3 separate regions of the Mus musculus genome follow, and all the other regions are linked to region 2. A link is a contact called in public HiChIP or PLAC-seq data. All regions are on one chromosome and are shown on one strand. The core of a region is the stretch at or near the end of the contact, and the rest is flanking DNA. Distances in the headings are between cores, read along the strand shown.

Region 1 (4,438 bases), core at 1,462-3,961, 630 kb before region 2:
CTCAGTGTTCAACTAACTGTCAACATGGCTTATTACACTCCAAGGAAAAAGTAAGACACACAGATTTTAAGTCAGCATTGGGCAGAACTAACTGGAAGCTGGAAGAAGCGATCAATAAAAATGATAGGCAAATGCAGCTCAATGGGACACATTCATTCTTGGACTAGGATGGACCCACAACACCTTCACCTGGGACCTTTTAACTGTACACTGAGTATACTGTCCTTGACCTATAATTAAAGACATTACAAAAAAATGGTCTTATGGAATCCACAGATGTGGATTTGTGTGTGGCTCTCAGTGGTTTTCGAATCCAGTTCAGATATATCATAAACAAGGACAAAGTTGAGCCTGGTATGGTCATATTTCTTTATCCCTGCCCTTGGGAAGAAGAGGCAATGGAATCTCCATGCCACCCTGATATACACAGCAAACTCCAGATCAGCCAAGGCTACTTAGTAAGACTCAGCCAAAAAAAGAAAAAGAAAAAAGACAAAAGACATAGAGAGTAACTGCCCAGATAACAGTTCAAAGTGAAGTCTCTCCAAGCAACTGGTCTATCTTTGTTTTGGCAGCTAGACAATGCTGTCACCTGTGCCAAGCACACGTTTGGTTTCTATTAATCTAAGTTCATCTTACTTTCTCGTTATTTGTTTGTTGTTGCTGTTGTTGTTGAAGACAGGGTTTTTTAGTTTAACAGCTCGTGTCTATCCTGGAATTCACTTTATAGAGCAAGCTGGCCCCTGCCTCCAATGCACTGGGATTAAACCTGTGTGCCACAATGCCCAGCTTCTCCTTACCTTCTCTTTATCCTGACTTTCTCATCCACTTACAGTTGGTTTTGTTATATCCTATTGGAAGGTATTCTATATCTATATATGTCAGCCATCCGAACTGAAGAGAGGTGACTGTCAGTGAATAAATAACAAAGAAGGCAGGTTTCAAAGGGTAAAGGTGACAGGAATGTTTCAGTTTCCTTGGCCTCCTGATTTGGATAAAAACCAACTCTCCCTGATAGGATGTGTCTCAATTACAAAAAATGCAACTAAAAAGTTGAGCCTGCTTCTTCACTTGTTACTTCGTATCTGCCCAGTCTTCTATTCTGTTTCTAGGCATATGTCTCAATTTAGTGCCCATCAATACTGCATCTCCAATTAAAGTAACGTAAATCAAGTGACAAAACTCCCACACAGGTATATAAATGATGAGTGGGTATTTACTCCAGAGAACTGATTTATACCAATCGTTATATCATGCAAAGTTAATGCAAAGAAAGGGGCTATTGGCTTGAAAGAACTAAAGTAGCTTCAGAAATAAATCAAAGTGCCCATCCACAGACTCATGCGCAAATACACCCAGTGCACACTCCTGAGGGTTACAGAGGAAGGAAGGCCACTTAAGGCACTGAGTCTAGGAACAAGAAAACTGAGGATTTGGGGAGCCTGGAGAGACTAGTCATAGAACACTATTTAAATATATTTGTCTGCTTACAATTTCCATTGCAAATGTGATTAGTTTGCCTGAATAAATCAGAATATGATGTGGTGGCCATGTTTTCCTCTTCAGGGTTATCACAGAGTTTTGATTAAGGACAAATGTTTGAAATGTTGGGTATATTTAAGTTCACTGCACTTAAAATGATCTAAGAAGTTGTATAGGCTTGATTAAAGGGCTGCCTTCGTGAACTTAAAATTAAAAGCAATAAATTCCAATGACTCGAGTGATTGGGACTGAATATGGTATTCTGCCAGAAAAGTTGAAATGCAGTCCAGAGAGGCTGAAATGGTGTGCAGGTTTGAAGAACCGGTGAAAGAGGAAAGGTCAACCTGTCAGAGCTGCCTTCTCCCTGGGTTCGTGAACGATTCACATTACACAGAATTCCTTTTAAGTAGAACTTCACAGGAGTGACATGCTCCCAGCACAATCTGTTTTGTCATTTTCAAAAAGAAGCCTCTCTGAGGCTCAGAGGCTGCCTTGTAAGTGTTGTCAGATGGAGAGAGAAAGGGGAAGGATGGAAGATGGGAGGTGGGGGTGGGGGTGGGGAAGGGTCCAGGGCTAGCTGCGCACAGACGCAGGCCAAGTCTCCCAGTTTCCAAAACGGAAGTCAAGGTGACTTCCCTACCAGCGGGAGGGCGGAACCCTTGAAATGTAATAGGATAGGCTTCAGGCCCAGTTGGGGCCCCTGGAAGGAGAAACTCAGGTCAACAACAGTCGGGTCAGAAGCAGGAGAACCCCAAAGTAGCAGAAGGGTTTGTGTGTCCCTGGGCTCTTCCCTGCCCCAGGCTACCTGGCCCCATTCGCGCGCTCCTCCTTGCTGGCCAGGGCTCGGTCCCGCGGGACACCGCTCCTGGCCAGACCAAGTGGGAGTGTCCGGCTGGCAAAGTTTCTGTAGCACGATCGGGCCGCGGTACCCACGCGGCCACAAGTGCAGTCCCCTGTGCCCCTTCCTCCCTCAGCTGCAAGGTGGAACCTCGCATCTACTACCCCGGCTGGACCCCTCTGGGCTCCAGATCGCCCCGGCCCGCCGTTCTTACCTTGGCGGCCGCCATGCTTCGGCCGGGGTACAGGCGGCTTTGAGACCTGCTCTCTGGTTGGATTGCACCGGGGACCCCGGCGACTCACTTCCCGTCCCGAGCAGAGGTGGGGGCGGTGATTCTGCCCGGCAGCGTGCGCGCCTGGCCTGCTTCCCCACGCCCTCCTGGCGCGGGTCATGCGGGTGCCGTCAGCCCATTGGCTGGGCCCGGCCAGGGCCTCCCGGGCGCGCGTGATCTAAAGGCCTCTGCCCTGTAGCCAGGGAGGGCCTCAGTATGGGAGCTACTGAGGGGCCAGGACACGTGACTCAGACTGTGCTGTCCAGCTTTAGTAGCCATTGTCGTGTATACCCCGGGGGCAAGGGAGAAATGCAAGCCACTGTCTCAAAAGACCGGGGACTTGGTGAGCTGAAGCTGCAGCTTGGGCTGAGGCCAAGGGCTGGCTAGGTCAGTGTCCATGAGAGAGCCAAGTAAGAGTGGTTACCACACAACACCTGGACGTTGACATACATACTCTCATAGATGCACACATTGGGTCAGGTTCTTGCCAGATTCACCTTGGTTTTTGCTTCAAGATGGACCCCACTTTAATGCCATCATGAAATCCCTGAAGTATTGACTAATAGAAGAAAAGATAACAAGCAGGTGACTAGCCTCCTTTGTGGCTCTAACTTGATAAACTCTTGAATATGGTATAGAACACACATTTGTAACAACTCTATTTTGCAACAACTATATGAGGACAAAAGAGGTCAAGGCCTCAAAGAGGTGACAAACTTAAAAAAAAAACAAAAAAACAAAAACAAAAAAAAACCCTACGAGCTATTGTTTGCTCTCAGGACACCATAAGAACAATGAAAACAGGAAAGGCTCTCAGAGATTACTCCTGAGGTAAGACTGTCAGTCCAATGCGTAGATAGCAAGAGATGCTCCAACCATGACGAATGAGAGGAGACAGGAGACCCAGAATTGCTGAGGAACCCAAGGGTTTAGTCAGAGAAGGCAACCTAAATTTAGGGACTGCTGGAGGAAGAGTATGGGCAACAGGAAAGACCTGAAGGTGCCTTCTAAGGCTGGAATCAGTATACTGTAAGTACTAATGTCGTTAGGGTTCCACTCAGTTGCCATAATGTATCCCAGATTCACAAGTTAGAAACTAAATCAGGAGTATGAAACACTCAAGTCCTATGGGCTCTGCCCTAAGGTCTGCATCAATGGCTTCATAAAAAGGGGCTTGTAACCCTTCCATTCTCAGCTCCAGAAAGGTGAGAGCTGGTGAACCAAGAGTTCCAGGCCACCCTTATCTATATAAGGAGACGTGTCAAAAAAGAAAGAGAAGAAACAAGCTCATAGAAGTAAGTCTACTCTCATTGTCCTCTGCCGTGCGAAGCTAGAGCTTTCCTCTCTCTGGAAGATACAGTACTCAGAGAAACATCTCGGAAACAGAGACAAGACCTTGACTTGTTGAAATTGTGATCCTAGAGTCCATAGCCAGGGTGACAACTACGAGGAATACGTTTTTAGCCTTACTCTCAGGCACTGTGTGGTAGCAACATGAACCAGGCTAACACTGGTATGATAACACTGGGCATGAGTCAGGACTAAACTATCAGAATATTCCAACAAGATGGGTTGGAGTGAGACAGGACTCTGTCTAGTGTATGAAAAGCCCAAGAAAGAAGCATTTGCCTTCCCGAGGGCTCGCGGTGCTCCTGTCTCAGGAGACAGTGAGCATCCCGTTTTTCTCTAACTCTGCTTCTGGAGTGTGAGTTCACTGCTGTCTGTAATCTCCCTGTCTCCCATTTAGAAAGTCATGGTGGCACCATCTGTAAGGCTATTCTAGAATTTGGATGGTTGGGAAAGCTCAAGGCTGCCTGGGATACATGATAAGATCTTGCCCACAAGAA
Region 2 (4,320 bases), core at 1,784-4,283:
TCTTAAAATATCAACATGTTGAGCTTTTGTGTTCCCACTGCATGGGACATTCCTGGATACTGGAACCCCTAAAGGGTGAGTGGTCCTGCAGCCTTTCAGAATTGCTTGTTCTTTTGTTGAAGAAAAAGGCAAGTCCATATTCCTGGGATCCCAGAAGGTGAAGAAAAAAATTCCATTTGTAATGCTTAGCTTACACGCCCCATAGGGTTGGGGCGTGGGGCGCGCTTCCCTCCTCCAAACTTGACTAATTTTAGTTGCATTACATGGAAGAGCGCGCCACAATGTAGCTCAAACAAGCAGCTATAAGTGGACTCCGAAACTCCCCTGCAGAACAGAATCTCGGGGAATGAGGGATGGGGTTCTGCAAACCTAAGGAAGTGATCTCAATGGTTTCTGCTTCATAGTTCTAGTTCTCAACTTTCCCACAGCTCCACTGGCCTAGCTGCACCAAGATGCCCATGTAACAAGCGGGGTCAACGCCTACAGTCCACCCCACCAGCTGAATCAGGTTAGAGATGCAAGGCCTGACTCTCTGTTCTACCTCAGCCCAGCTGGAGACCTCACACCAGCCTCCAGCTTAGCTAAAGCCTAGTAAATGTCTGGAGTGGAAGATACCCCAGAATCGACCAGGAAGAAAAAAAAAAAGGTCTTCGCACAACCCTACAAGGGGATAACCCCTGAAGAACCGGACAGCCTGGACACTCTAGAAGATTTCACCTCCTAGTGACAGTTCATACTGGGGATCCAGCAAGGGCTTAGAGCCATGTGTTTCCAGCCCAAGGGGTGCAGAAGCTGGGGAAAGGTTTTATAACACCCCCACCAAGGCCTTGAGTTATGAGACTCCACATTCTCTCTGAGCTCACCAAGTCTCTAGAGAAGAAATTCCCTTTTGAGTTGTCTCAGGTGGGAACTTCTGCCAAGTGGGGCTCTTCGTTCTGAACAAAATCTTCAGGCCATGAATTTGGGAAAGGGACTCTCCAAGCACCCGAACACTCCCAGTAATAAACTCAAGCTAATTTGACTTCATAGGGTCAGTTCCTAGTTTTATTTAGTTTTACCTGGAAGCGTACTTTTCTCATTATTATGCTAATATTTTAAAAGGGACTTTCTTATAGCTAACTTGGATGATTCTGCGGCCTGTAGCTAGGCATCCCAGCTGCCTGGAACACCCTCCTGGAAAAGTTCAACGCAGCATTATCACCTTTCCCCCTTTGTGCAGCCCTGGTTTCCCCAACTTTGTCCTGCGTCTAGAACAGCTGTGTACCCCCAAAACACAGTAGTCTGAGAGACAGAACTTGCTAGCATTTTTAAATGGAGAAAATCTAAACTATGGGGTTTGTTTCTTAATACCAGCTGACTCTCAAAGAAGATTAGCTGTTGCATTTAAAAGTCTTTATATTGCTGGGATTTTTTTTTAAACCTACTATAGTACTGAAAAACATCAGTTCAAGTTCAATGAAAGTTATTTAATCATTAAAACATAGTGAGGGTCCCCATGGGGAAGTGGGGAGGGAGACTGGGAGGGAGAGGGAGAGGGAGGAGGAGGGAAAGAGAGGTTGGTTAAGGGTTATATTTATTAAATTTTCATTTTTTCAAATTTCACGTTTTGGTGATGATTCCTTGAGTTTCAGTATGTGATCTTTTGAAACTAGCAAAGTATCCAAAGTTTAAAGAAGTGAAATGCAGACTTCAGTCTCTTCATTATGTCTTTTAGAGGCACAGGACATCAATTCTTGAAACTAATTCTTTCAGCTTGTAGTTCCCAGTGTAGAAAAAGACTCTATAGAAGGGTGTATTTGGAAAATTGACTAAAATAATAAAAAAATAGAGTGACTTTTATTTATATAACTTTGTTTAGGGAGGGAAACATTGAAATTAGCTAAGAGATACCGAATTCAAAAATAAAATAAAATAAAATAAAATAAAATAAAATAAAGGCACAGGATCCTGAAATACCTAACACGGTAGGAAGGGCTCTAAATTTTCCCCATCTACCAACATTTATAGATTTGTAACTAGAGAGAGGTTCATATGCATAGCAAGTAGTGTTGCCTGCAAATTATATTCCTTTGAAATGCTACTACTGGGTTTACCTAGCATTGTACTTTGAGTTGTGTAAAGATGGGTCTATATGTTATCTATGTATGTATACTTCTTATACTTCATATGTATTTAGACACACTTCTTTTTAAGTGTTTATGCAGTTAGTCACTTAAAGAGTATCAAAAGAAATCCTGTTTTGGCTTCCATGATCTCCTAGGTATTCCTAAACACTGATGAGCAAAACTCTTTCTATGGGAAATGAAGAACCTCCCATTTAAAGGAGAGAATAGAAAGGGGAACTCGATTTATTCTCATTTGTTTATCGCTAGACTTTCCCCCACTCTGCACATTCATTTGAATAGCTTTCAAGCCGGAAAATGGAAACGCGCCTCCTGCCCCCTATTTCAGCGGCGGCGGCGGCGTCCTGGCAACAGCGCAATTTTCTATCATCAAGGATAAATGGCATCGAACAGAACATTCTGATAAAAAAAAAAAAAAAGAAAAAAAAAAGAAAAAAGAAAGAAAGAAAGAAAAGAGAGGGGGAAAAAAGAAAAAAAAAAAAAGCTTCAGCCAAGGAGTTCATGATTGCTGGCCTTCCTGTCTGTCATCCCTTTACAAAATCCTGAGCGGCATGCTGTCAGAGCTAATAACGTCTGCTGAAGGGGGTGGAGGGGACGCATAGTCGTCCCTGTACAATGTTCCCATTTATTAAACCGAGTGCTTATTTTTAAATTGCAAATATCTTTGTTTGGTTCAGTGAAAATTAAAACCAAGATGTAGGAAGTTACATGATGCGACAATTATTCGTATCATTCATATCAGAGAATCAAATACCTATCTCGCCCTTCTGGTGAAGGTTGGGTGAGGGGGAAGGGGGATCAGAGGTAGGAGGTTTCTGGTAGGAAAACAAGAACCCATTGGCTCTGCAGGTAAACCAAGAGACCGCCGAAGGAGCGCGCTACCAGCGATACCCAGCCGAAAGGGCTACTGAGAGGCCCCAAGCGCGCGTGCAGGCGCCCGATGCCTGGTGGGTCAGCTCCATCCGAAGCCCCAATAGTTTCTGCAGGAAGCTACGAATGCATCGGTGGTTTTCTCACCTAGGGATGTGCCATTCTGGAAAAGGCCATTCGCGGACTCCAGTCGAGGATGTCTTTAGTTTCTGTGCTTCCGAGGGACGTAGGACACCCGGGACAACCCTTAAGTCCTTTATCAAGAGGTCAGGGACATAGGAGGCTAAGAACCTTATCCACACACCCATTGGGGGCAGCTGACTCCAGATACACTTCTTAGCGGTTCTAAGCTGTTGCCTTCAGGTGTAGGGAGTGCTTGTTCAGTTCTTACTCAGCCACGCTCTGTGCTTTGAAATTAAATCTACATGCCTGGGAGGTAGTACCTAGGCATGTGTAGCAACGCTTTTGGGTGAGGAACAGTGGTTTTGGTACCCTTCTCTCATTGGGAGATGATGTGCCTGGGGGTTGGGGGGAGACTGGGTATGAAGAAGGGGCCTACAACTACCATGAAACGTGGTTTTTGTGTCCTTGAAAGCTAATCAAAGAGAAAGGGTTGGTGCAAAACGATACACTGGATCCTAAAATTTGGGCTGCCTATGAAGAAGTTGGCCCAACATCTGGCCCAAGAGGGCAAAGCACAAGGCAGCTGGTGAGCACCCTAGAGGCTCAGAACCTTAGAAGCAGGTGATGACTGGGGGAAACCTTTACTAAAGAAATGTAATTATTGCGCACCTGGAAGTCTTGATCACAACAACTAGACGGAAGTGGTGCGAGAGGGATACAACGCGCATGCCTTAGATTTGCATGCAAGAGTATTCACGTGAGCCAACTCCTGTGCAGCCCCAGGCGCTGCCACCAATAGAATCCCGTTTTCCCTGAGCCTCGGGGTCACAATGACATCTCATTTCCCCGACAATAGGCCTTTAAAACCCACTTTAAAAATAAAAAAGGGTGTTTTAGTATTGATCCTCACCTAGATAGTGAAGACCTCTGTGGGAGACACATTTTAGAACTATAAATATATTTACTACAAGCAAGGGTTAAAAGTATTCAGAATCTGAGAAAAAGTTAAAGGCAGGAGACATTTTTAGAGCCTATGAAAAGCCCAGGATTGCTGTCCTCTTTCTTGGGGCTTGGGCCTCATCTGTCATATGAAAAAAATCACATCTCCTTAATTGACCCAATGAGCCTCACAAAACCAGAAATATTACCTGCATGTGCCTATCTTAGAAAAGTAGTTTCAAAGCCCATTTTCCTCCCAACCCAG
Region 3 (4,159 bases), core at 288-2,787, 690 kb before region 2:
TCAATCAGGCAGGCTACTGCCTGGCTCTAAAAAGCTATTAAAGATTTTTATTACTGATTTTACTGAGTTGCTATCATGAATTTGGCCTATAAATACCACCTCTGCATACATCACTGCCTTCATGTTGACAACGACAAAAAATATTTAAGCTTTCCTAACTGTGAGCTTACCACAGAGAGTGACTCGTCTATACTGCTAACCCTAACTATGTGGCCACAGCCTTATAGGTCACTATAAGTAGCATTCAAGCTACTCAGACTGACAGTGTCAACCAGGGGGTATGGCATTCCTACCTTCACCTTCAACATTGGCTTCCATGACTGAGGCTGGTAACCAAGCACTTAGACCAATATGACTCATCTCTCTCATGATTCTCCTTTGTCAATAGTTAACACTAAATCATACCTACTGCCAACTCAATTTTTATACCCCATCCTCTCTTTCTTTCCCTATTAGGTAACTACTGCCCAGTGGTCTTGGGGGAATCTGTTTCCATGTCTAAGCCACATCACCAACATTCTACCTTTCAAACGTTGAGATATAATAAAGGTCTGACTGTGGCCAATTTCACCCTAAAAAAAGAACACCGAAAGCCTTCTGAACTAGAGGCAAATTCTGTCTCCACCATCTCTACATAAATAGGCATCAATGGTAGAAAATGTCTCTAAAACCTGAAAATTTGGGGCCAGAGAGATGGCTCAGAACCCTCTTCTGGCCGCCTCGGGCATCAAGCATGCACATGGTGCACATACATACGTGCAGGCAAACTGTCACACACAACATATAAAAACTTAAAGATGCTTTTGAAAAAACCCTGAAAAGTTACCTTATCACCTATACCAATTGCATACCATACACTTACAAATACTGAGAGTGATACGTGTATATCACAAACATATATATGTATATATGTTACATTATTAATATTTTAAGATTACCCAAAGATTTTTTTAAGGAAAAATGTACTGAGGTTAACAGGGAAGGGAAAAAAGAAAAACAGCTTACTACGAAGCCCTTATGTTAATTTCTATATTGTCTTTAAGAAGACATTAAGGAAGGGGGGAGGGTAACTGGGCAGCCTGTTGGAATAATGATTTACCCTAACTGCAGGGTTTTTAAAGCACTGATTCCTACATCTTTTCTGCTCCTTTAGTTAAGGCTGGTTGAGAAGGCTTCGACTTTATTAAAATAGCAAATGAAGGATAATGGGAAGATTAAGGCACAGAAAAGCAATCACTCACTGAAAAGCCAGCAGGTGAGCCATCTGTCAGCTGCTCTAAGTGGCCACTAAGGCTGTTGATTCTCCAGTCTCCGGTTCTTGTCTTGCCTTCCCTCCAAAAAATGGAGTGGTCAGGCAGTGAAGGGCGAACAAACGAGGGAAAAAGAATACAGTAGGGACCGAGCAGCTCAAGTGGGAAGGCAGGGACACGAGGAGCTTTTCCATGGCCACTGGTGTACCGGCTGAGGCTGTTCCTGTACCCAGATGAACTCTGAATAATCAGTCCTTTTAAATGCACAGAGACCAGACCAAGCAACATGCAGAGCACAGGCTGCAAACTCTTAGCTCACCAAACTGCAGCTCCCTGGGCTCAGAGGCAGAGTCCCCTAAAGCGTCCAAGGCTCTCAGGCAGGTGCGGCCCACCGAGCAGTGATTTTCTTCATGGAGAATTTCAGTACAAGACGGTTGTGCCTCTGCTCAAACCGCATTTAACAAAAATCCAAATTGAGCAGGATGAGTTTTATTGGACGACACTGACTGCTGTTCTCAGTGGATTTTTCTGAATGTCTGAACTCAGGTAATAATAATTAAAACAATACTCTAAAACTAATAAAAGTCCCCTAAGCTCACACAGGAAGTCACAAGGGCAAATAGGCTGGGGTTTTTGGTTGATGGGTGGGTTGGGTTTTGTTTTGTTTTGTTCTGTTCTGGTTTTGCCTTTGCCAATGGTGAGTTTCTGTTTCCTCACTCAGCTTTACAGAGTATAAATAATAAGCATTAACTGAAATCATGCTTCGACATATTAAATCAAGTTACACCGATTTCCCATGAGAAGCATTTTTTAATTGCTTACAAATATTTTAGCATTTTCTGTCATTCAATTGTAATTTCTATGTTTGGGATAAAAGTACACCAAACTCCCTTTTGGGGTGACGTAATATAAACCCCAGGAAAAGCAAACTGTAAACGACGGGAAAAGCCCCTAAAACCATACAGTGATGCATGGTGTGGACAAAAAGCCAGAACACCACCCCAAATCTCACATTCATATCTGCTGCGCCAGCTGAATTCAAATTAACCCAATTTTTACATGTTAATTAAACCAGCTATTTTCTTCTTATTGTATTTTTGCTTCTTAAATAGTAGAGTCTAGGAGTGATTCCCAACAGACTGGTTCCAACAACAATGACGTATTCATTTACTTCTATTGTGACCATACAATACAGTAACTGAGCAGTAATTTTTCACAGTCAATTACATGTGTGGCTCTTTATGCTTAAAGATGCTGAAATAATGTGTACTATAGAGCCATATGCCCGAGTCTCTAGCCTGCCAGAGGCAGTTGCCTGGGTAACACATTTTCTCTCCAGTTCAGCATAACCCTTCATTGAATATCATTAGGTGTCATTAAATAGCAAACATTAACATGAACTTCAATATACGACTTGCGTAGAGTCATTTTACCCATGTAAACAAGTGTCCCATCAGTTACAGTAAGTTTAAAACAGATTATGATTTTCTATATTTAAGAACATGAAAAACTGGGTACATGTTGATCCTAAATTGAATTTGCACAAATTTCTGGTCAAATGAAAAATGAGACTTAGTTTCAGGGACAATACTTCTCATCAGCACTGTCATAGCATCCCAGGTAAACAGAGACGGCTGAGGTGCTTTCAATTTACTCCGAGTTGCAAAGGAAAAAAAATACTAATTCTCCTCTCAAAGCGTTATATTCTTTTCTAGCAGGAATGAAAGAGAGGATGCCCCCACCTTCAGCAACAAAAGAAATTTAAAGACCGTGCTTAGATAGCAAGAGGTTTCCAAGCAAATAGAAAGTGTGAGCTGTTTCATGCATCACCTAAAGCATGCTTCTCCATGGACGAAGGCATAACTGACTCCTAACCTGCACGCCCTGAAGGCAGACAACTTATTTCCCAATGCAGACACATTCTGAAATCATTAACATAATGAAACTAATTCATCTCAATTATCTCACATAGTTAAAATATTTTAAATACTCAAAATGTAGTGAAGCACCATATAGTTTCAATTACAGGAATAACTGGTTTGTGCAGAGTGTTCTAGAAAAATGCCTTACTTAATGTAAGTAGCCATCCTGCATAATATGTTAAAAAAAAAAAAAAAAAAGTCACCCTACAACACCAGGAGCAAGCATCTGTGTCTACAGAAACAGTGTTTCTTGCTGCAAACTGTCTCCGATTACACAGACACCTCTTCCCAATTGGCCTACCCCTCCCAAATCAGAGAGTGATGGGGCTTTTGAGACAGATCATGATTGCACATAAACTCAGCCTCTCAGCCTACCCACAACCACGATTGTTTCTCTGTCACTGCACTGTAAAGAGCTACCACAAGAAAGATACACAGTATCTACTTTGCATGGAGGTTTCTACAAAGCAATTAATAGGAAACAAACTGTTGAAGAGATGAGAGGGAGCGACTGTGAGGAGAGGTGGGAGGGGACGCTGCAATTCAGATGTAAAGTTAAACAATTAATCAATTAATTAATTAATGGAAAAAGGAGGAACAAACTTACTACAAAGATAAATACACTTCTGAACAAAAACGCAGCCAAGGAGTATAGGGCCCAACCAAGTCAGATGGCGCGATGGCCACACCCCCCTAAATGGTGTCACAGGACAAGCTATAGTTTTAAATCAAGTCAAAGCTGAACTGCATCAGCTGGAACAGCTGGGAAGGGTAGGTAGCCCAACAACCTAAAAAAATTAGGAATGAAAAGTGAAATTAAAAAGTGGTTTATGTTTATAAAATTCTGATTAAGTAGTTATTTCTAGATTTTTACCTAAACTTCGAAATAAAGAAAACATTCCTTCTACTCTGCTCCTAGGTCTCATAAGGATTATCATTTCACTATAGGAACAAATTTTGCTTTAAGATTGACAGAAATCGGGGCCC

What was found. HiChIP or PLAC-seq counts read pairs in DNA pulled down with a chosen protein or histone mark.
Region 1: a contact with region 2 is called in an H3K4me3 HiChIP or PLAC-seq map of embryonic forebrain, with 5 times the contacts expected there. The contact joins the promoter of Slc25a13 here to the enhancer-like site in region 2. A contact is called at or near these places in 9 of 39 promoter capture datasets (the 3T3-L1 cell line, the C10 cell line, cranial neural crest and 4 more), 11 of 115 datasets of contacts at active chromatin or transcription factors (bone marrow-derived macrophages, cardiomyocytes, craniofacial prominence and 7 more) and 1 of 9 other capture datasets (embryonic stem cells).
Region 3: an H3K4me3 HiChIP or PLAC-seq map of embryonic forebrain shows a contact between it and region 2, with 5 times the contacts expected there. The contact joins two enhancer-like sites. A contact is called at or near these places in 5 of 115 datasets of contacts at active chromatin or transcription factors (craniofacial prominence, embryonic basal ganglia, embryonic forebrain and 2 more) and 1 of 9 other capture datasets (embryonic stem cells).

The regions. Positions count from the first base shown.
Region 1 is chr6:6,214,462-6,218,899 of GRCm38.p6, forward strand. Slc25a13 (solute carrier family 25 (mitochondrial carrier, adenine nucleotide translocator), member 13) reads right to left here and starts at 2,712. Exons shown (of 18, transcript NM_001177572.1): 1 at 2,535-2,712. The coding sequence starts at 2,549.
Region 2 is chr6:6,847,513-6,851,832 of GRCm38.p6, forward strand. All of the region lies in intron 1 of Dlx6os1 (distal-less homeobox 6, opposite strand 1), which reads right to left. Among named protein-coding and RNA genes, the nearest start is that of Dlx6, 14 kb to the right of the region's middle. Within about 2 kb of position 3,034, at least 11 of the 459 cell types and tissues checked have an H3K27ac peak or open chromatin away from gene starts, as enhancers often do. A contact at or near this core is called in embryonic forebrain, where this site is marked.
Region 3 is chr6:6,160,969-6,165,127 of GRCm38.p6, forward strand. All of the region lies in intron 3 of Slc25a13 (solute carrier family 25 (mitochondrial carrier, adenine nucleotide translocator), member 13), which reads right to left. Among named protein-coding and RNA genes, the nearest start is that of Slc25a13, 54 kb to the right of the region's middle. Within about 2 kb of position 1,538, at least 18 of the 459 cell types and tissues checked have an H3K27ac peak or open chromatin away from gene starts, as enhancers often do. A contact at or near this core is called in embryonic forebrain, where this site is marked.